Linked DNA regions of Mus musculus: all the other regions are linked to region 1. Evidence: chromatin contacts called from public HiChIP or PLAC-seq and promoter capture Hi-C data. All regions are on one chromosome and are shown on one strand. The core of a region is the stretch at or near the end of the contact, and the rest is flanking DNA. Distances in the headings are between cores, read along the strand shown.

What was found. Promoter capture Hi-C pulls out the DNA fragments that hold promoters and counts their contacts. HiChIP or PLAC-seq counts read pairs in DNA pulled down with a chosen protein or histone mark.
Region 2: a contact with region 1 is called in a promoter capture Hi-C map of pre-B cells. The contact joins the promoter of Pkn1 here to the promoter of Ccdc130 in region 1. A contact is called at or near these places in 4 of 39 promoter capture datasets (cranial neural crest, embryonic stem cells, maxillary cranial neural crest and 1 more), 4 of 115 datasets of contacts at active chromatin or transcription factors (bone marrow-derived macrophages, double positive thymocytes, large pre-B cells and 1 more) and 1 of 9 other capture datasets (liver).
Region 3: a contact with region 1 is called in a promoter capture Hi-C map of pre-B cells, with 2.9 times the contacts expected there. The contact joins the promoter of Rad23a here to the promoter of Ccdc130 in region 1. A contact is called at or near these places in 22 of 39 promoter capture datasets (the 3T3-L1 cell line, 3T3-L1-derived adipocytes, the C10 cell line and 15 more), 7 of 484 Hi-C or Micro-C datasets (CD4 T cells, CD8 T cells, LSK cells and 4 more), 16 of 115 datasets of contacts at active chromatin or transcription factors (the NIH/3T3 cell line, astrocytes, bone marrow-derived dendritic cells and 12 more) and 3 of 9 other capture datasets (adipose tissue, liver and pancreatic islet).
Region 4: an H3K4me3 HiChIP or PLAC-seq map of craniofacial prominence shows a contact between it and region 1, with 4 times the contacts expected there. The contact joins the enhancer-like site here to the promoter of Ccdc130 in region 1. A contact is called at or near these places in 1 of 39 promoter capture datasets (cranial neural crest), 1 of 15 datasets of contacts at CTCF or cohesin (embryonic stem cells), 9 of 484 Hi-C or Micro-C datasets (cerebellum, cerebral cortex, embryonic stem cells and 1 more), 3 of 115 datasets of contacts at active chromatin or transcription factors (craniofacial prominence, embryonic forebrain and embryonic midbrain) and 1 of 9 other capture datasets (liver).
Region 5: a promoter capture Hi-C map of pre-B cells shows a contact between it and region 1, with 3 times the contacts expected there. The contact joins the promoter of Adgre5 here to the promoter of Ccdc130 in region 1. A contact is called at or near these places in 8 of 39 promoter capture datasets (the HPC-7 cell line, HPC-7-derived erythroid cells, cranial neural crest and 5 more), 1 of 484 Hi-C or Micro-C datasets (pre-B cells), 3 of 115 datasets of contacts at active chromatin or transcription factors (bone marrow-derived macrophages, large pre-B cells and pro-B cells) and 1 of 9 other capture datasets (adipose tissue).

The regions. Positions count from the first base shown.
Region 1 is chr8:84,268,306-84,272,590 of GRCm38.p6, forward strand. Ccdc130 (coiled-coil domain containing 130) reads right to left here and starts at 2,097. Exons shown (of 10, transcript NM_026350.3): 1 at 2,037-2,097.
Region 2 is chr8:83,697,316-83,701,600 of GRCm38.p6, forward strand. It overlaps Pkn1 (protein kinase N1), which reads right to left and starts at 1,864. Exons shown (of 22, transcript NM_177262.4): 1 at 1,652-1,864. The coding sequence starts at 1,672.
Region 3 is chr8:84,838,877-84,843,161 of GRCm38.p6, forward strand. Rad23a (RAD23 homolog A, nucleotide excision repair protein) reads right to left here and starts at 1,776. Exons shown (of 9, transcript NM_001297606.2): 1 at 1,618-1,776; 2 at 1-79. The coding sequence starts at 1,689. It overlaps Calr (calreticulin), which reads right to left. Exons shown (of 9, transcript NM_007591.3): 8 at 4,068-4,160; 9 at 3,212-3,968. The coding sequence ends at 3,771.
Region 4 is chr8:84,809,647-84,813,931 of GRCm38.p6, forward strand. No RefSeq gene overlaps it. Among named protein-coding and RNA genes, the nearest start is that of Dand5, 11 kb to the right of the region's middle. Within about 2 kb of position 1,730, at least 121 of the 459 cell types and tissues checked have an H3K27ac peak or open chromatin away from gene starts, as enhancers often do. A contact at or near this core is called in cerebral cortex and craniofacial prominence, where this site is marked.
Region 5 is chr8:83,739,338-83,743,622 of GRCm38.p6, forward strand. Adgre5 (adhesion G protein-coupled receptor E5) reads right to left here and starts at 1,974. Exons shown (of 20, transcript NM_011925.2): 1 at 1,770-1,974. The coding sequence starts at 1,800. It overlaps Gm46046 (predicted gene, 46046), which reads left to right and starts at 1,949. Exons shown (of 2, transcript NR_168527.1): 1 at 1,949-2,279.

The DNA of each region.
Region 1 (4,285 bases), core at 847-3,346:
CCAGAATTCAGAAACTGCATTTATTTAGGATTTTCTCCACTCTTCTCAGCTGTCTTGAGGATTTTTTATTTTTGTTTGTATCTGTTTTTTTTTTTTTTTTTGAGACAAGGTTTTTCTGTGTAGCCTTAGCCCTGGAACTCGCTCTGTGATCCACCTGCTTCTGCCTCCTAAGCACTGGGATTAAAGGTGTGCATCACCACCTCCAGGGGTAAGGTTTTTAAAAGAGAAATTTATTTTTAAATAGTGTGTGCTTGTGCCCAGAGAGTCTAGGAGAGGACATTAGACTCCCTGGAGCTGGAATTACAGGCAGCCGTTGAGTCACCTGACATGGGGACTGGGAACTGAACTCAGATATTCCAGAAAAGCAGTATGTGCTCTTAACTACTGAGCCATCTCTCCACCCCTAAATTAAAACAAAACATTGTGTGTGTGTGTGTGTCCAGGTGTGACTGTGCCATTGTGTGCAGGTCAGAGGAGGAGTTAACTCTCTCCTTCCCCCACATGGGGGATGGAACTCAGATAGCCAGGCTTGGTGTCAGTGTCTTCACCTACTGAGTCATCATCACACGTCCTGACCCAGATACCTTTGGTGGCCAAGTACTTCAATGCCCAGCCAGGTTTGCGAGGCACAGCTACCTGAGTTTAAATTCAAGCTCCATTCTTTACCAGCTGCGGACCTGGGTCTGACTGTTGTGGAGTGCCTGCTCATCGCCTGTCAGAAGAGAATACAGACCAGGGAGTGATGGTGTATGCCTTTAATCCCAGCATTCGGGGTGTGTGTGTGTGTGTGGAACCAGGAGGGTACACACTGAGTTCGAGACCAGTATGGTCCACAAAGCCAAGTTCCAAGCTAGCCAGAACCAGACAGGAAGACCCTGTCTCAAAAAGCAAAATCAAAACAAACAAAAATTAAAAACAGAGGGAAATGGGAGCGGGAGTGACTCTGGGGTTTGCTATAATGAAAAAGTGTATGGGCTGGTAGTGTGGACACCCAGCTTGAAGTGCTATGTGCTTGGGGTCTGCTTTACAATGTTGAACATGTTTGTTTTGGAGACATGCCTTTCTGTGTAATCCCGGCTGGCCTAGTACTCCAGATCTTCCAGCCTCAGCTTCTGAAGTCTTAAATGGCTAATCACCACAGGTAGTATCACAGCCAGATTACACCCAGTCTGCTCAGGTGGATGCACAGGGGCTCTTCTGTGCCAAGGGTCATTCCTGACCTCAAATGCCACAGCAGACCACAGCTTGGGCATCAATCTCCTCTCTGCTGCTTCCTAGCTGCCTGACTCTGGGCCAGGGGCTACCTGGATCCCAGTTTCTCCATTTGGGGAAAAAAAAAAGTTTTCTAAAGGATTCAGCCGCTGAGACTGCCTTTGGGAGTCATGACAGGTGTTAAGTATTGAGAAGAACAGGCATGGGACAAAGAAAAGTGACAATTTCAAATTTCTCCTACTTACTAACAACTATAAAAAATATTTTTGTTATGTGTATGTGTGTGCAGAAGTGAGTTCAGGTGACCGGAAAGGGTAGAGGGTTGGATTCTCTGGAGATACAGGCAGCTGTGAGCTCTGGGAACTGAACCCTGGTCCTCTGCTAGAGAGCAGGTCAAGTTCTTAACCGCGGAGCCACCTCGCCAGCCCCTTACAAATTACATTTATTTGTTCTGCGTGTGTTGGCAGAGTGTGCAACGAAGTGAGAATGTAGATCAGAGAACAGCCTACAAGAATCGATTCTTTCAACATGCTCAGGGGTCGAACTCTCATGTTGTCAGGTTTGGCCACAAGCGCCACTACCAGCTAAGCCACCTTGCCGGCCCCCAAGCTACTGTTCCCAAGCACTATGTTTCAATTCAGGCTAGGAGGGCTCATCTTCAGCATGAAGACGCCTAGAGGTGCCATTGGCCTAAAACGGAGGCTGGGCCCTGGGAACCCGCTCGCGTCCGCAGATACAGCATCTCCCGTGCCAGGACGCAGTGGTGGGATTGAGGACCTGCCACCCCCGTTGCCGTCGCGGACCGGTCCTCACCCCGTACCTACCTGCCCTCTCCCTGACGTCACGCCTCCACCAGCCCGGAAGCACACCCGGAGCCAGGAACCCGCAGAGCGCCCGCCTCTGCGGCCCAAAAGCGCCTGCGCAAGCTGGAGCGAGGCACTTTCGTCATCTTGATTGGCTGAGGCTATTGCAGACTGACCAATTCAGGCCTGTCTAGCCGTTAGAAGCCCCGCCCACCGGGAGTGGTCCAATTGGAGATGGCTTCCTCCCGGAAGATCTACTTTGGCACCGCCCAGCCCTCCCTGGCGGTTGCGTTTTCGAAGGAGCTGATTCGTCATTTTTAAGCTTTGATTTGACTGACGTTTGAGACCGGTTTTCTTGTATCCCAGTTTGACCCTGCATCTCATTATATTGCTGAAGATGACTCTGAATTTCTGACTCGCCTTGTGATATCCAAGTAGTGGGATTACCAATACAGCCCAGGCTATTTATTTATGGATTTTAAAAAATTATGTTTATGACCAGACGTGGTGGCCAACACCTTTAATCCCAACACTCTGGAGGCAGAGGCAGGTAGTCTACATAATCAAAGGCCTGTCAGGAGTACACTGTCTCAAAAAAATACATATGTATGTGTGTGGGTGAGTGCTAGTGTGCCACGACTGAGGGAAGTAGAGTCAGAGGGATATTTGTAGGTCTCTGGGCAAGTATGTGGTGCATACATATATGCAGCCAAAACACCTGTTCAGGTAAATAAATCTTAAAAGTACAAAGCAATGCCGGACGTGGTGGCTCACGCCTTTAATCCCAGCACTTGGGAGGCAGAGGCAGGTGGATTTCTGAGTTCGAGGCCAGCCTGATCTACAAAGTGAGTTCCAGGACAGTCAGGGCTATACAGAGAAACCCTGTCTCAAAAAACAAAACAAAACAAAAACCCAAAACAAAAAGTACAAAGCAAAGCCGGGGGACGGTGGCACACGCCTTTAATCGCAGCACTAGAGAGGCAGAGGCAGGTGGATCTCTGAATCTACAGAGTGAGTTCCAGGACAGCCAGGGCTACAGAGAGAAACCCTGACTCGAAAAAAATCTGCCCCCCCACCCCCACCAAAAAAGTAGAAAGCAGAAAAAAAGAGGTTTATTCAATGGTGGCACTTTAGAAAGCGATTCGGGGAAGGGACACTCTTAAGTTCTGGTGTGAGATCATGGTTTAAAGGTACAAGGATCTCACATCTAAGCAGTCTTGGTCAAGGTGTGGTCCCGCCCACCATTGACCCACCATTGTCTGGGCTTCAGTCTCATCCTGTAAGTTGGTCTGCAAAACCTAGAACTGGGTGAAATCTCTTTCCAGAAGACTTTCTCTTCCCCCTCTGGCTGGCGCCCTTTCTTTTGCCCACCATGAGATTCCTGGGGAAATTCCCATTTCTTTGGAGTTCATTATTTTATGGTCTGATAGATTGAGAGATGTGGGGACGAGTCTCTCTAGATATCTTCATTTCTGCCAGGTCTATTAAAAAATAAAAGGTTAGTAACATGGAAGATTCTTGAAGGCCCCTGAGCTCAGCTTTATATAAAGAGTCAATGACAGGGCGAGGGGACTCACAGTGTGAGCAGAGACTCTAGGGCCTGCTTTTGAGTCAACCCTTCTTATAAGCAACCCTGACACACACTCCTGTTTATAACCCTGGTAGGATGTCGTTTGTAGGACATCAGACTTCAGTGCAATGGTTACTTTGGTCTGTGTGGGTTCTCTTTCAAGGATGAGTAGATGTCTGTGTGCTGTATCCTCCCAGGAAAAAGTCTGTGGCAGTGAGAGAGGGGGAACCGCGAATTCAGAGATGACTTGGGAGGAGTGAGTTAGCCAGGCATGCATGAAGCTAACCCTCCTGAGGGGAGCATCAGAGGAGGCATTTCCGAAAAGCCGATAAGCCGGCCTTTCCTGTAGGGTGTTAGTGTACTTTATGCTGTAGCAGCAGTAGCAGGGTTCTTGTTATGGGTGTGAGCAACTAAGGCTGAGCTATCAGGAGTTGGAGCGTCCGTGGGAGGAATCCCAGGATGACAGTCTTTGTGTGGTCAGGTCCAGAAAAAGTCCATTTCCCCAAATTCCAAAAGTCAGAGGCACAAATGACTGTTTGTGGTGCCTATTACCACACCAAAGTACATGCTGGCCTCCAGGCTCCCTGAGTACCACAAGTGCCTGTTACACGTGTCCACCCTGGCCCTTATCATCTCTTCCCCAACCCTAAACTCTCCCCAGCTCACAGGCTTCCCCACCCCTAGCCAGTCTTTCTCCTTA
Region 2 (4,285 bases), core at 614-3,113, 570 kb before region 1:
ACAATACTCTGTCATGACCAGGCCCCACCCACTGTCGCCCACCAGCGCCCCCAACCCAGCAGGCAAAGCAGGTACACAGCCAGGAGCAGGGCCAGCTCAAGCAAAGAGGAGAGGTGAAGGTCCTTGGCCCCACCTCCAGCAGAGAAGGCCTGGGAATGTGAAAAGCATGCAGGCAGGGAGGCAGGGCCTCCTGGGTCCTCCTCCTCGGTGACTCACTTCTGCCCAGGGACAAGGAGTCACTTGAGGGCAGCAGGGCAAACGCCTGGCCTGGTCTTGAGGAATTAGAAGGTCAGCTTCTCCACCTGCCATTACAGATCTGCAGACAGCAGACCAAGAACTGTCACCTTGGGGAAACCCTCTTGGCAAAGTGGCTAGGAACCCAAAACCCCACTTCCTGAGATTTCAATGCCTGGGGCGTTTCCAGAATCTAGACAGGACATCCGTTTGCCAGACACAGAACAGACAGGCACGGAGACGGTGGAACCAGGCAGCAAGTCCAAGCGGGAATGAACATAAGGGAGAAGACGGGACGGGGACCAAGATGTAGGTCCAGCCTCATTCTGGGAATCACAGCCTCCATGTGCGTCCTACTCGGGACACACCAAGCACATGCATGTACTGGGACAGCCCTGCACAGCCCTCAGTGGGCTTGAAGGGGAGCCGGCACCGGTGCATCAGCCTGGAGGTCTGACCTTGTGAGATCGGCAGCACCAGATACGCCCAGCTCCTCGGCAAGGCCGGCAGGCCATCAGCAGGACTGGGGAAGACGGGTACAGAAGGGTACAGGGGAGACATGGGGGCAGGTGTAGAAGGAGATGAGAACCAGTTACACAGGACAATGGACTGCATGGTGACGAATTAATGGAGCCACAAAGATACAAAGATCTCAGATTTTGGGCCACTGAATTAGAGTGGGGAGTCAGTCACCCCGACCCTGACCCTGCTTCAGTAACGCCCAACAGGTCACACAGGGAAGGCCATGTGGCTGGCAGATGCCAGTCACAGGTGTCTGTTGCGAGGGAGTAGAGACCCAGCCCTGTCACCTTCCAGACATAAAATCCTTCCTGTCTGTGTGACAGGACACGCCCCACCTGGGTTACAGCTCCATCTGTCAGCCTGAAGGGTGGTTATGGGGAACAAGGCGGAAGGAGGAACCCGGCCTCAGGCCTAGTGAAGTGACTTAGACACTTCCTCCAACAGGTGCCCATCTGGGTGGCGTCAAGACCATCGTAAAGACGTCTGCAGGCGGGGGTGGCCCGGGCTTTGTTGTGCGGGGGAGGGGATCGGGCCGGGCACTCCTCCGGTCCGGGGCAGGGTGCCAGGCACCTGCTCCAGGTGAAGCGGCACCTGACAGAAACCGAACGCTGCAGGACCCAGAGTAGGATGTGGGGACGACAGGCACCGGGATCCGCAGCTAGCCTCGGACACCGAAGTGGGGACCCCGCTACACACGCTGACTCTCGGGGAGGGCCAAAGGAGGGGATGCTGGGGTAGAATCCCGAACAGCACCCCTTCCTCCGACCCGGTCGGCGCCTCCACCTGCTACAAGGGCCCGCGCGGGCTCCCGATGGGGACCTCGTCCGGGACTCTACCCGTGCCTGGGGTCCTCCGCGCCTTCTGGCCGCCCCGCGGGTGCGGACAAGTCGCCTACCTGTACGGCGTCGCCGGCCATGTCCTCCGGCCGCCCGCCAGGGGTCCCAGCGCCAAGGAAGGGCTTGCGAGCGCGCGGGCGGGTGCGGCGGGAGGCGCGGCGCCCAGACCCTCCCAGGCGCGCGGCGCGCTCCGGCCTGCTGCGCTCGGCCCGGCCTGGCCAGGCCTCCGCCGAGCTGCGCCCTCCGGCCCCAGCGGCTGCAGGGTGGGTCACGTGAGCGCCGAGGTCCGCGCCTGGGGAGGAGGCGGGGCGGGGGCGGGGCTCCCGGCGGCCCCCGGGGCTTGCAGCGGGGAAATAGGGTCCCTGTTGGCTGTGGGGTGCGGCAAGCGCTCCTTGTAGCGTAGGGGACTCTGAGCGGGCCTAAGCGACCGCGAGCCTCAGAGGCCTTGTCCCCCGCCTCCAACCCCTTTGAATGCAATGGTCACCGTCCACCACCACCCTCGACACACACGGCCCAGCTGCACAGAGGCATCCTCCCTCCCGTTTCCCGGGAGGCAAACACAGGGAGAGCCTGACTTCAAATCCCAGTGTCCTGGGCCTTGGGGGAACACAATACCCCTCAGGACTAGGATGTCTGTAAAACTTGAGGAAGAGTAGGGCAAGTGTATAGATCCCAAGTGCACAATAAATGCCAGCAGTTGTCACTTTTAGCTCATTTTTTTAAAGACTTTATTTTGATTCATGTGTGTTAGGAATAAGTTTCGGGGTGGCAAAGAAAGAGACCATCCTTCAAAATGAAATGTCCGAACAAGGCAAACTTTACTCTTCATCAAGACAGTGCGCTGCGGAAAAGCAAAGAGAAGACAGGAAGTGCATATGGTTTCTATTCTAACTCAGGTGACCTCGCAGTCTTATTCAATTGGCTAGTCTGAGAAAATTGGCGCAGAGGAAATTGAAGGGGAAAGGGGTCACTGCTCCAAGCGATCAATTTCCTAGAATGGAGCGGGGGGGGGGGGGGCGCTTTGTATAAACAAAAGTTTTACTGGGTGAGGAGGATTAAAACATCTCCTTAAAAGTCCTATAAGGTAGGAGAGATAATGATTTTAATTACTGTCCAAAAGACTAATCTTATACTATTTGCTAGAAAAGACTCATATTTAATTTCTTGCATGTGTATATATGTGTTTCTTTGTGTGAGTTATGCACATGTGTGTGGGTGCCTCTGGAGGTCAGAAGAAGACATGGGATGCCCTAAAAGGAAGTTATAAACTGTTTGTGGACTGCACCACCTGGGTGCTGGGTCCAGACTTGAGTTTTCTACAAGAGTAGTATTGCTTCTATCTCTTCAACTCCTATTTTAATCTTTATACCATTTATTGAGTGTGTTCACGTGCATGTACCACACATGCCAAGCCAAATGTGTGGTGGCCAGTGAGTGACTTACAGGATGGCTTTTCTTCTGCACCCTATCATTTGGGGGGGGCACCCAAACTCATCTTCCTAAGCCCTGAACAGGCCCAATACTCCATCACTGAACTCTCAAGACTACAGTAGAGGCTTCCTTCCTTGTCCCCCAGCCGCCTCCTCCTTACAGTCTCTTCCCCAAACCGCATACCAACGGAGCCTAAAGTCTAGACATTTCCAGGAGGAGCCCACCAGGTCCTGTGTCACCTGCCGCCCTTGGTCACTTGCCACTCGCTGCTTCAGCAAGTTGACACCCTCATTATAGCTCAAATGTTGGTGGAGTGAGTTAAATAGCTTGCCACACTAGTCATCTAACTTCCTTTTTACAGATTGATAAAAGAGAGACGCCCCTTGCTTTCATAATAAAGCCAGGATGTTCATGGTCCCTTGCATATCAGGCAAGGAACCCACCCATCTTACAGATGAGGAGGGCACGGAGGGAGTTGGCAGGGAGAAAGCTTTGCCCAGAGCCCTGCTTGCCAGGTTCTGAGCAGCCTCTGGGGATGAGGCTTGGGAATCCAGCCAGAGTCTCCTTAACCTTCCGGCATTCATTTACTCAGTGAGTCTTTATCACAATCTGCTAGGGATTTGGGTGGACTGGGAACAGAGCTGTACTCTAGGCTTTAAAAGGGACAGACAAAGAATGTATTGTAAAATCTCCACATAGCAATGATAAAAGTCCCACCAGATCCCTGAGGCATCCCTGGCCGATCTCCAGCCTACTCTGGGCCCCAGATATGTTACCTATCACTGTGTTCTGCTTCTCCGTGCTGGAGAGTCTGGGCTTGCCTTTGAAGCAGCCGTAGAAGAGGTTTCTCAGCCTCATTTGGCCTTCAAGGTAGTCTGTCCAGCCACTCTGGTCTTTTCATATTGCTGCCAGCCATAGGGTCTTTGTACAGGCTGCGATCTGGAATAAAATGTCTTTCTGTCACATTTCCCCAAGGCTGGTCCCCTTTGCTCATTTATTTTTTTTTAAATTAATTACATTTAAAATCTTATTTAAATGTATTTTATGTATATATGTATGTGTGTATAGATATGTGCCCATGAGGCCAGCCAAATGTCCATGTGCCAGAAAAGGGCATCAGATCCCCTGGAGCTAGAGTTACAGATGGTTGTGAGCCACCATGGGGTGCTGGGAACCAAACCTGGGTCCCCTACAAGAGCAAAAGAGCTCTTAGCTGTTGCCATCCCTCCAGCCCAAATTTTTATTACATGTCAAAATATATT
Region 3 (4,285 bases), core at 526-3,025, 570 kb after region 1:
CATAGATGAGTTTCTGTCCAGCCACGGGGAAAGCATCTCTACCCTTCTCAGCTTCTATCTTCTCCTTCAGCACCTTTACCTAGAGTAAGGAGTACAGGTATTAAACACAGAAGTTTAATAGTACAGTGTGCGTGCATTTATAAATAGCACTAACACACCAAGACACCCTCAGTGAAATCCAGGCATAGTTGTGCACACTTATAATCCCAGCACTTAGGAGAGACAAGTGGATCTCTTTAAGTTCCAGGCTAGCCAGGACTATATAGTGAGACCATTTCAAATAGAATACAATGACCATCACGAACCCTTAGGTTCCCTTCTTCTTCCCTTTTGTTTAGAGAAAAAGCTTTGCTTTCAATCCTATGAGATTCCTATTCAATCTATCGAGCTGACAGCAGTCTATTACATGCCAGACACGGGAACTGTTCACCGTGTGTGTATATGTGTGTGTGTGTAATGGTAGTGGTGGTTTGGGGACAGACCCCTAGCTCAGGCCTTGTATATTCAAAAGCTCCATCCCCAACCTGTTTTACAACTTGTTTTACAGAGGCCTGTGGAACAGAACAAACACAAGTCAGTGTTCTCATGAAGAAGACACTGATGTGAGAAGAAAAGCAAACTTGTATTTCCAATGGGATGTGGTTAGGAGGGGAAACAGTAATAAGAAAATGAAACGGTGTATCCATCGCTGGCCTCAAACAGTAACTTTTCTGTACTTACTGAGGTCATCTTTCTTCCCTCCATTTTTGGAACAGGATTTTATTCTGTACTCAACTCCAGGCTTGCCTAAAACATCATAGCCCAGGCTGGCCTAGAACTCCAGGTAATCTCTGCTCAGAGATTATGAACATGACTACCAAGCTTAGACTTCACTGAGGGTACACCAATGGCTTCAACCTATGTTTTGAGAAGGTTTAGGGGAGGTGGCCCAAGACAGCAATATCAGTTACTTGGAGGTTAAGTAAAGAAGGTTCACATGAGCCCAGAAGAACAAGACTAGACTCCACTCTCAAAAAGCAAAACCAAACAAAAGTTCATACAGCATGTTTAGGCTGCTGTTATGTGAAATGGAGAAAAAAAAAAATCTTGTCACTGTCATTATTGGCTGTGACCGTGGCAAAGTTCCTTAACTCCGTGGTTGTCAAAAGGGGAAAGTCAGGAGTCCCCAAACGACAACACTGTTTTGCAGACTCAGCAAGATGACACTAATACTCTGGTAAAGAATAAACTGGTAAAGAATAAACGGCCAACAAAGACGGACCACCAAAACTATTAAGATTAAGACCATTTATTATTATCATCATTGTAGTCACCAGTCGGCACCTCGTTGGCACTGAGGGCAAACTGTGCCACCTGAGCAGCTTGCAGGCTGGGAACGCGGAGCCCGCAGCTGACACGGGAGCCAGACCTGGGAACTCCCAGGGACTGGCCCGGGAACAGCGCCCGAGCCGCCGGGGCAGGGCAGGGCCGATCGGGGGGATCCGAGGAGGTCGGGCTGCTGGGGGAGGGCAGGGCCTGGCCACGGCGTCCTCTCCGCCCCTCCCGTTGGATCCCGGCATCCCTGCCCCCACCCACCCCGGCACCCGGTCGCTCCCGCCCCCGGGCTCCGGCCCGCACCGTCTCGTCAGGTTCCATGCGGATCTTGAAGGTCTGCTGCTGCAACGTTTTAAGGGTGATGGTGACGGCCATGGCGGGGCCGGAGCAATGCGGCAGCCCCGGGATCCTCGTACTACATGCAACTCACGCCGCCGCCATCTTAGCGCCCAGCCGCGCCGCGCCAAGCACTTCCGGGGCAAGTGTGCAGCGCCCGCCGATCGTCAGCGCCGGTGACACCCTCCTCGACCTCTAGAGCATGCGCGGCTGCACCTTACCTTAGACATGCGCAATCTTAGCTTTGTGAGCTTTTGCTGTGTGCACCAGCATTCCGCTGTCTTGGTGACATCATTTCTGCTAACAGTGATGTCATTATACCCACAAAATGGCTCCTAAGGACTTTTAAAGTTTTTAAGGTGTTTGTTGTAGATTTCTGCTCCTAAGTTATTTTTCATACATTCTGCCTATTTCAAGTGACCCAATTTGGATCTGGTCAAAATAAAAGGAATCTTAGCAGAGGACTGCCTAGAAGTTACCATCAATCAATGTAGAGGAGGGCAACTATGTGACCCCATTTTCAAGGACCATCTTAATTTTTGGAATAAATTTACACTTCTAGTTCATGAGTTCCCCACATCTTTGTAATCCTGCAATGACCTACCTATTCATCCAAACATTTTCAAGGTTCTTTTATATTAAATATGTAATTCTCCCCTCCATAAATTTTCCTTACTTACACCAACTCTTAAGGTACCTACATTTTTCGTGGGGGGAAGGGGTAGTATTCATGAAGCTTTAGACCACCCTCACATACCAAAAAGTAATGAAAATGTCAGACTCAGGATAGGGCAGTTCATCAGGGTGATTTAAGGGACTCTCAAACAGAACTAACATCACCATCCTCTTAGATGCTTGCTTTGCCCAGTGTTTCTATCCACACCAATGATCAGGCAATTAACCAAGGCCTGCCTCCCTCCCTTCACTTGAGTCTAGACTCCAGAATTGAAAGCTAGATCACAACTTTCTTGTGAAGAACACAGGCTTCCTCCTGCCCATTCTTCAACCTACTACACTAGAGTATAAAAGGCAGCCTTGAGACTCAACAATGAGTCTCTTCTTTTCCTTGTGGTGGGGATGGAACCCAGGCCATGCTAGCTAAGTGTCCAACTGAACTACATAACCCAATCCTGGAATCTATCTTTATCAGCTCAGTCCTAGAACCATGGGCCCTTGGGGAAAGTAGATCACTGTCCCTGAGCTCAGTCAGTCCCTTTGACTATTATCTACCAGCATGCACCCCACTACTGTGAACTTTGCTCAGCTTTCCTAGGTGTCAGTCCAACAGATCCATCCCACTTTTAACCAAGATGGCTAATATTTGAATTCACTAAATTCTAGTCAGTCTGTCAATGAGGTCTGTGCTAGAATCAAAACTTACACGTCTATGAGTTTAGGATCAAGACCTGATGGCTACTCTCCCATTTAGAGACTATGGGATACATATAAATGACATTTCTGAGACTCTGCAAACTCCAGTAGCTGAAACATACGTCACCCGCACCTGAGAAAGGCTGCTTTTAGCTCCTGATGTACATCCTCCCAGAGAAGGAGACACAATAGGGAAGACACAAAACTTAATTTAATAGAAATTTTGTTTGTAGTTCTTACACTCTCAGTGTGAGCTGTGCTAGAACTGGCTGCCCCACAAGTGGCCCAGTCCTGGGGGCAAGGGAGAAAGGGGATGAGAAGAGCCCCATTCTTCCTCAGTGCGGGGGGAGGGAAAACACCACCCCCTTCTCCTGCCCTCCTCTGAGATGCAGGAAGGAGAGCAGATGAAATCTCAAGCCTAGGGCTTCTCCTCTACACCCCTGTTCCTAGAGTTGGAGGGTAGTGACCAAAAGATGGAGAAAGGGAGGGACAGAAGGAAAAGATGTTGATTCAAAAATGAGAAACCAGATGAGGGCTGAAGGAGAATTAAAGACAAACACCAGTAAAAAAAAAAAGGGGGGGGGGTAATGGGGGAGGCAGGGGAACAAAATCAGAATCTACCCCAGATCTGAACCTGCCTGGAAAAAATGAAAAGTTCTTGAGTCTCATAGAGACATTATTGGGAGCAGCCAGCTCTGCGGCAGGGTGTTCAGGCCTCAGTCCAGCCCTGAAGGCAGGTGGTGTGGCCTCTACAGCTCATCCTTGGCTTGGCCAGGGGATTCTTCCTCATCTTCCTCCTTCTCATCTTCTTCGTCCTCATCTTCATCTCTGTCATCATCATCCTCTTTATCCTCAGCTTCTTCTTCCTCTTTACGCTTCTTGTCCTCTTCTTCTTCCTTAAGCCTCTGCTCCTCATCCTGCTTGTCCTTCATCTGCTTCTCTGCAGCCTGTGAGGACCAACCAACCATATCTTTTAATACCTGGCTCAAATCTGTCTGCCAGTCCTCCCAGATGACCCCTAGAGTAAACAAAGAGCTCTGACCCACCTTGGTAACACCCCACGTCTCATTGCCAAACTCCTCTGCATAGGCCTCATCATTGGTGATGAGGAAATTGTCAAAGATTGTCCCGGACTTGACCTGGGAAAGAACGGAAAGACAGGTGGTCAGCAGTGACTTCTGGCAGTCCTGGCTCTGGACAGGCCTCTATTCCCACCTTTCCTAGTCTTTGAATCCACCAAAATGTGTGGGGCAGCAGGGTGTGG
Region 4 (4,285 bases), core at 480-2,979, 540 kb after region 1:
TCCTCAGGATTCCCCAGACCCGAGTCTTGGAGAAAGGGACAGACTGAGGCTGAAATTCCTTTTCCTACTGAAAGCAAGCAGAGTAGGCAGGGACTAATGGAAGCGCAGCTGTTGTCAGTAGGTGCCAGTCCCCCCCCCACACCTCATGAATATTCATCAACTGGGGCTCTCCTGAACCTGTAGGGAGTCCAAGGTCCCAGGCAGCTGGGCACCCCCTTCTGTGCCAGGAGGCCCTCAGGTGAGGGGGGCGGGGGCTACCAGAACGTTGTAGTCCTTGGAAACCACACCCATTTCCATCTAAGTATATATGAATGAGTTTGAGAGCATGGACCCCAGACACACAAACTCCAAGTCAACTCGGATTTAACACACCAAGCGTAGCAATCTTGGCAATGTGAACTTGCAACAGCACCCCAACTACAGAGACCTACCACATACGTAGGCATACCACATGGGTACCCAGTCACATGACCACAGACACACCATTATGTCTCCAACACTCACCATCACAGGCAGAAGTACAAATACAACACACACACACATTTCCAAATTCATAAACATAGTGACTGAAAGTCAACACCTTTTTGTATGTGGCGCTGAGATCGAACCCAAGGCCTTAAGCACACTAAGCTCCATCCCCATTCAACTTTTTTATATTTTATTACATTTATTTATTTCTCCATAGCCATGTCTAGTCATCTGCTGATGGTGACAAGCTTGTGGAGATCAGAGGACAACTTGTGGGAATGGATTCTCATTTATTTATTTATTTATTTATTTATTTATTTATTTATTTATTTGATATTTTCTTTATATACATTTCAAATGCTATCCCGAAAGTTCCCTATACCCTCCCTCCGCCCTGCTCCACTACCCACCCACTCCTGCTTCTTGGCCCTGGCAATCCCCCTGTACTGGGGCATATAAAGTTTGCAATACCAAGGGGCCTCTTTTCCCTGCTACATATGCAGCTAGAGATATAAGCTCTGGGGGTACTGGTTAGTTCATATTGTTGTTCCACCTATAGGGTTGCAGACCCCTTCAGCAATGGATTCTTCTTTGACCATGGACCGACCCCAACAACTTCTTGTAAAACATACAAGTGCCCAAACACTGGGACAAAAATGTGCCCATATATATACAGTCTCACCAACTATCAAATACAGAAGCCCAATATAGAACTATCCTCCGAAGCCCTACACTCTATCCTTCTCTCCCTCCCTCATTCTCCCCAACTCCCTCTTCCTCTCCCACATCTCTGCCACCGCCCCCTCCCCCCGAACTTTATAGATGGGAAAACCAAGGCACTGAGGGCTGAAGGGACTTTCTGAAGATGGCAGCCCCTTCTGACTCCAGGCAGAGACAAAGATCGGGCGCCCCCTTCTGGCCCAGTCCTGTAAGATCGTGCGGGGCCGCGGCGGCGCGCGGGGTGGGCACGCGCCTGATGTAACCATGGCACCCTCTTGGCACGCGCGGCCCGCGCGCGGGGAGGGCGGGGCGGGCGCGTTGCCATGGTGCCGGCCGGCCTCCTGAATGCTGCATTGTTCACCGTGGCGCCCTGGCTGAGCTGTCCCGGACCCACCCGGACCCACCCGGGCTGGCCTAGATGGAGAGAAGGAAAGACAGCAGAGATGGAGTGAAAGGAAAACGGAGAGACAGTGATAAAGGGAGAAATGCAGAGTTAAAGATAGGGAAGGTAGACAGAGATGAACAAGATTTAGGGATGGGACACACGGACAAGAGAAGGTGGAGTAGTTTTATAAGAAAGGGAAAGGGGACAGACCAACTCGGTGACACGTGTAAATAAATCCTGCAAGGGCAGCAGAGGCTCGTGAGTTTGAGGCTAGTGTCAGTTCCATATCAGGACCCTGTCTCTTAAAAAAGCGAGGAAGGGAAGGGTCGGGGGAGGAGTAGCTGAGGTGGCGGCTCAGTTGGCCAAGTGCAAACATGAGGACCTAAGTTTGGCCTGTGCCTTTAATACTGGGTACGTGGAGGCAGGTGAATTCCGGGGGGATGCCGGCCAGCTAGCCTTCCAGTCTAGGTTCAGCAATAGACCCTACCTCCAAAAAAGAAGAAGAGAAAGAGAGAGGAGGAGGACTAGGGGGAGGACTAAGAGGAGGAGGAGGAGCAGAAGAAGAAGAAGGAGGAGGAGGAGGAAAGGAAGGAAGGAAGGAAGGAAGGAAGGAAGGAAGAAAGAAAGAAAGAAAGAAAGAAAGAAAGAAAGAAAGAAAGAAAGAAAGAAAGAAAGAAAGAAAGAAAGAAAGAAAGAAAGGAAGGAAGGAAGGAAAGAAAGAAAGGAAGGAAAGTAGAAAGCTGGATGTGGTGGTGAACACCTTTAGTTCCAACACAGGCAGGAAGAGCTTTGTAAATTCCAGGCCAACAGGGTCAACATAGTGAGTTTCAGGTTAGAGAAGGCTATGAAGCTACACCTAGTCTGAAAAGGGAGGAAACAGAAAACAGTTGAGAAAGACAACCTCTGGCCTACACAGAGAAGGGGGCAAGTGGGAGAGGCAGACATGGAAAAAGCAATGTTTAGAATCTGAGAGGAAGGAATGGGGAGATGAGAGGGACTTCCGGGAGGAAGGGTAGAAGGAGAAAACCAAGTAGGCAGAAACAGTGAGGGATATGAAAGAGAATAGGTTTGAACAGGAAAGCACCAAGACTCGGGGGCGAGGGGTCACTGTGCTCCTTGATGTGCCTGGCAATAGGATGAGGTAGGGGTGGGACCACAAGTTAGATGAAGCCAGGTTCAGAGAGAGACTGGTGGGTCTACTCATGGGTTGACAGATGTAGAGCCAGATGTATCCAGACACAGGGAATGTCCCGAGAAAGGCTGAGAGATTCAATGCTGATTCCTGCTCCAAGTCTCTAGTCACCACTGCCCTGTCGCCTATTCACTGACTCAACTTGATACTCTCAGAATGTCCCCCTTGTCCTGCTAAGAAGATATCATTCATGCAGAGGCACAGCCTTTCCATATACTGCTCCTGACACTCCTGCATGCCTTCCTCCAGGGACACACGTTATAGCCCTTATGGTCCTTATGGGCATAGCGATGCAATCATAGACACAGCATGACATAGCACAGGGACTCCTACGCCCTGTCAGAGTAATGTCTCACAGACACAGTCCTGGAGAACACACTGGACCTCGTGGACCTCATCAGAATCATCCAATGATAGTTAAAATCATACCTTGTAGCTAAGGCACAGTGGTGTACATCTTTAAGCCCAGGACTCTGAAGGCAGGTAGGTGTCTGTGAGTTCCAAGATAGCCAGGGCTACCTAGATACTGTCTCAAAAACCAACAAAACAACAACCAAACCTTTAGAGGTTACAGGGACTGCTGTCACAAGGGGCCCTCCATAGCCTTTTCAAATGTTTAACATCTTACACTGTGTGTCTGAGAGTCCCTTTTGTAGGCCTATGGAGGCAGCGGGCCCACTATTCAGAGTTGAATTGTGAGAGCTGAGAGACATCAGTCCTCAGGTGAGAAGCATAAGAAAGTTACTCTCAGTCCCCCTCAAAAAGTTGGGTGATACCAGTACTTTTAGCCCCACAGCTAGATCAGTCTAGGTGAAATCTAGATCAAGGGCGGCCCCTGGTGGTCAAATGGCGCCTCTACACCTATCCTTAGGGGTTGTGGTTGAAGGCTTAATTATAGAAACCCCAGGCAGAGAGACGGGTCCTGGATGAGCACAGAGATAAGAGCCCAGAAGTAAGAACCCAGACCCAGAACTCAGCTTTTGTAATCCATGTCCTCGAACTCATAATTACAGTATAGGTTCTGGGGGTCAGGGTCAGAATGTTCAGTACAGCAGCTGCTTAGATTTCTCACTGAGATTCTGAAGACAGAGCTAGGCAACAGAGCTTTTATCTAGTATGTGCAGGTTCCGTCTCCAGCCTCAGGAAGAAGAAAAGACTCTAGACTCCAAAAATCCTGGGATGTAGAAGATTAGATCCAAGAATGCAGGACACAGATTCTAAAACCCAGTTTCAAATTCCAGAATTAGGGTATCCAAAAGGTCTAGATTCCATTGTTCAAAATTGGAATCCTGACGTGAGAATACAGCTCCAGAACAGAGAAACCCAAAACAGGCCTGCAATATCCGGGAGTCCTGGGTCTTTGTTAGAACTCTCTGGATCAGAGCTGGGCTCGTAAGAGCAGGCACAGACTGAAGGGGAAGGAGAGAATCTGGGGTGAATATCTACAGCCTCTGCCAGCTGCTGCTTCTACACACACACACACACACACACACACACACACACACACACACACACACACA
Region 5 (4,285 bases), core at 724-3,223, 530 kb before region 1:
CCAGAGAAAGGACAGTAGACTCAAGTAATAGTTACCCAAGTCAGGGGGGTTCCTTGTCCCCTGGGCTGGGCTGGGCTCTACCCCACCATGCTAAAGGCATCAGCCAGACCGCCTACATCTGGAGACTTGGAAATTAATCAAACGGGAGCAGAGCCGTTCCCTTCTGCTCCCAGACACATCTGGTTCAACTTCCCAAGCTCAGACTGGAGCCAAGGGACTCCTGCTTAGAGAATCCAGAAGTGGGGGTAGGGCAGCCTTTGTGCTTCCTGCAGTATTTCATTGTGTAGTTCCGGCTGGCCTGGAACTTACTATGTAGACCAGGTTGGCCTCCAACTCCCAGGATCATGGAAGCCTCCTGCCTCCGCCTCTCTAATACTGGGATTCAAAACCTGAGAATCCAACTAGCGAGGCTGCTTGGTTGGTTTTGAAGACAAGGTATCATGTGGTCTCAAACTCAGTATACAGCAGAGAATGACCTTGAACTTTTGACCCTCCTGCCTCTACTCGCTAGGTACTCTGATAGCAGACACAGACACCACACCCACATGTTCAGTTAATTCAAACTGTAAACCAGAAAGTTTGTACACAAACTCTTGGCCCTTGAAACAATATGGTAAAATACAGCTGGTCTTGTTCCATTTTACAGAGGAGGAAAGTGCAGCCCAAAGTCACTGTGACCCAGCTTAGTGACAGCCAGGCAGGCCCCTGCAGCTGTTTGCCACCAACTGTGACACCCTGGGACTCTATTTCCTGGTTCTAGGTCCATGGCTACTGAGCTGCCTGCCACCTGTCACTAGCACTCAGGCCAGTCATTGTGGTTAGGGTGACCCCAGTTTGTGCCCCAAGTTCCATATCTTGGGGTAACTCCAGCTGGTGCCCCGTTCCATTTTTTCACTGTTTGTTGTCAAGTTACTTAGGTGACTTAGCCATCAAACAACGGTTGAGGCACCCAGGGTGGGGCGGGAAAGTCATGATGAAAGCCAAGTTCAAACCACAGCCTGGTAAGTTCCTTTCAGCCAGCAGCTCCGTCCCAGACAAGTCCCAAGGAGATTCTCTGCCTGTTCCTGGCACGGAGACAGCAGGGGACAGACTGGGGCAGGGGGAGTTCCCACCCTCGAAGAAATGGGCACCCTCACGTGGGTTTCTCTTCACATTGAGAGCGTCTGTTTGGGCAACAGTTTGCAAAGTGTACTTTAACCTACAGTTCTTTTTAGCTTTTTTTTTTTTTAAACTGTATGTGTTTTGCCTGCATGTATGTTTGTGCACTGCATGTATTATTGTACACTGCATGTATGTCTGTGCACTGCATGTCTGTTGCCCGTGGATGCAGAAGACAGTGTGAATCCCCAGGAACTGGAGTTACAGACACTTGTGAGCCACCATATAGGTGCTGGGACCCAGCCAGGTCCTCTCTTAATGCTCTTGACCTCGGCACCACCCCAGCCTCTAGCCTGCATTTCTTTTTCTTTTGTTCTTTTGAGACAGGGTCTTGCTGTGTAGCACAAGCTGACCTGAAATTGGTGACCCTGCTGCCTCAGCCTCCCTAATGCCCTGTGACACCATGCCTGCTTTGTTACCCTCTTTAACTGCCCCCGTGCCTCAGTTTCTCCCTCTTAGTCTCCAAACTGGCAACACTCAAGCCCATTAGGATCTGACACCCCCTGGAGAGCCCTCTGGGGCGCACAGGTGCGCCGGCTTCGACTGTCCCTGCCCCTCCTGGCCACGTCCCGCGAGTTCCCTCCCGGCTCCGCGCAACCCCGAGGTCTCACCAAGCAGGCCGGGGCATCTGACGCCCCTCATGGTGGCGCGGCACGGAACGGACAGCGTCTGGGGTTGATAGAGGGCTGTGGCGGCCGGCTGGGCTGGGCTTTTATGCAGCGGGCGTGAGCAGGGCCCTCCCCGGAACTGTCCTCCCCGCTGGAAAGTAACAGGAAAGTGCCGGGGAAACAGACCCAGGGCGCGCCGCGCGCCCGCGTCTGGAACAAACGCAACATTCCTCCCCCCCCCCCCCCGCGCGCGGCTCCGACACCCGCCCCCGCGGGGAGCTGGGTGGTGTGGTTCAGGCGTCCTGGGACGGGGACCAGGCACATCGGACAGAGCTGGGTGGAGCTCCCACCCGAACGATGTCCTGGGCGACCCTCGCCTTTCCCATCAGCAGGACTTGTCGGCTTCTTTTCCAAGAGAGAAACTGAAGTTCAGAGAAGCCAGGGGCCAAATAAGAACCAGAAGAGGACTGAGGGTCCTGCCGGGCTGACTGTCCAGGAACGAGAGACATCAAGGTTTGGAGATGCGGCTCAGTGTGCGCAGTGCTTGCTTAACCTGCCCGAGGCCCTGTCTAGCCTCAAAGCCACATAAGCCGGCAGAGGACCGCTAGCCTGTAATCCCAGCACTAATCAGGAGTTCAACTCATCCTCCGTTTTGTCGCTTTTGAAGCCTGCCCGCGCTACAAAAGACCTTGCCCAAAAAGACAAGGGGTCATGGCATGGCTGCGTTGGCCTATACTAATACCGTTCTCTGGAAAGCAGAGGCTAAACCGGAGGCCGTTTTTGGCCACTTAAGAGTTGCAGGCCAGCCAGGCCTACGAAGCATGAGTCTATCGCAAAAATAAAAAATAATAAAGTGGGGGAGGGAAGTGCTACCAAGATGGTTCAGCGGGTAAAGGCACTTGCCCCAAAACCTAACGACCTGATTTCTGATACCCAGGACCTCCATGATGGAAGGAGAGAGCCAACTCCTGGAAGTTGTCCTCTGACCTTCACGGGCACACGGTGCCACACACAAACCCAAACACTAAATAAACAAGTCAATAAATAAAACGTAATAAGGGGCCGGGCAGTGGTGGCGCATGCCTGTAATCCCAGCACTTGAGAGGCAGAGGCAGGCGGATTACTGAGTTCGAGGCCAGCCTGGTCTAGAGAGTGAGTTCCAGGACAGCCAGGACTGCACAGAGAAACCCTGTCTCAAAAAGCCAAAACAAATAAACAAACAAAAAACGTAATAAGGACTTAAAATAGAGGAAGAGAGAGCTTTGACCACGGGACATGGCTTACCACGGCAGGGCTTTTTGGTTACACGCACTGACCTTGCCACAGTCTATAGAGAGTCATGTGATGTACACTGGCTTCCTGTTTGAGTTACTTGTGTAACTATGGTTTCTTTTCATGTGTGTGTGTTGGGGGCGGGAAGAATGCCAAACCCAAGGCTTTGTGTATGCTGGACAAGCACTCTACCAAGGGAACTACATTCTCAGACACATCTAGTGATTTTTCAAAATATTGATTTTCTTTTTCTTTTTTTCTCTGAAACACGGTCTGGTCTCAAACAGCCCAGGCTGTCTTTCAACTCTATGTAGCCTAGGATGGCACTGAACTCCTGACTTCCTGTCTCCAAAGCCTAAGCCTGCTGGGATCACAGGCATAAACTACCAGGGGTGTCAGGCCTTCCTTTTACCTTAGTAAATTCTGGGTTCAAGTTGGGCCATGGTGGCGCACACCTTTCGTCCCAGCACTTGAGAGGCAGAGGCAGGTGGATCTCTGTGATTTGGAGGCTAGCCTGGTCTACAGAGTGAATCAGGGCAGCCAGGGCTGTTACACTGAGAAACTCTGTCTCAAAAACAAAACAACAAAGAATAAAAATAAAAATAAACTCCAAGTTCTGAGAGATGACTGTAGCGAACTATGATGGCGCACAACCTGTAATGGCAGAGCTCACGAGGTTGAGGCAAGAGGGTTGCTGGGAGTCTGTGGCTCTCCTGATCCACAGTGTGAGAGAAAAGATAAAAGGAAGTTGCAGACCATGTGTGCTACTGGGGCTGGAGAGATGGATCACTGGTAGATGAGAACACTGGCTGCTCTTCGGAAACAGGGTTAGATTCCCAGAATTCTGTAACTCCAGTCCCAGGGGAGCCGATGCTATCTTCTGGTCTCCCCAGGCACCGCATACACTTGGTACACAGATAAAACAAGCAGGCAAAACTGATAAAGGACAAACTGAAAATTAATAACAAAAATAAAGACACAGTATTCCTGTCAAATGAACACATAGAAAAAACAACTTTTTTTTTTTTTTTCCGAGACAGGGTTTCTCTGTGTAGCCCTGGCTGTCCTGGAACTCACTCTGTAGACCAGGCTGGCTTCGAACTCAGAAATCCGCCTGTCTCTGCCTCCCAAGTGCTGGGATTAAAGACGTGCACCACCACTGCCCTACTAAGAAGAAACATTTTGTAAAAATAAAATAAATATTTTATTTGGAAAAAAGTCAGTTTCTTACATAGCTTTTAAATTTT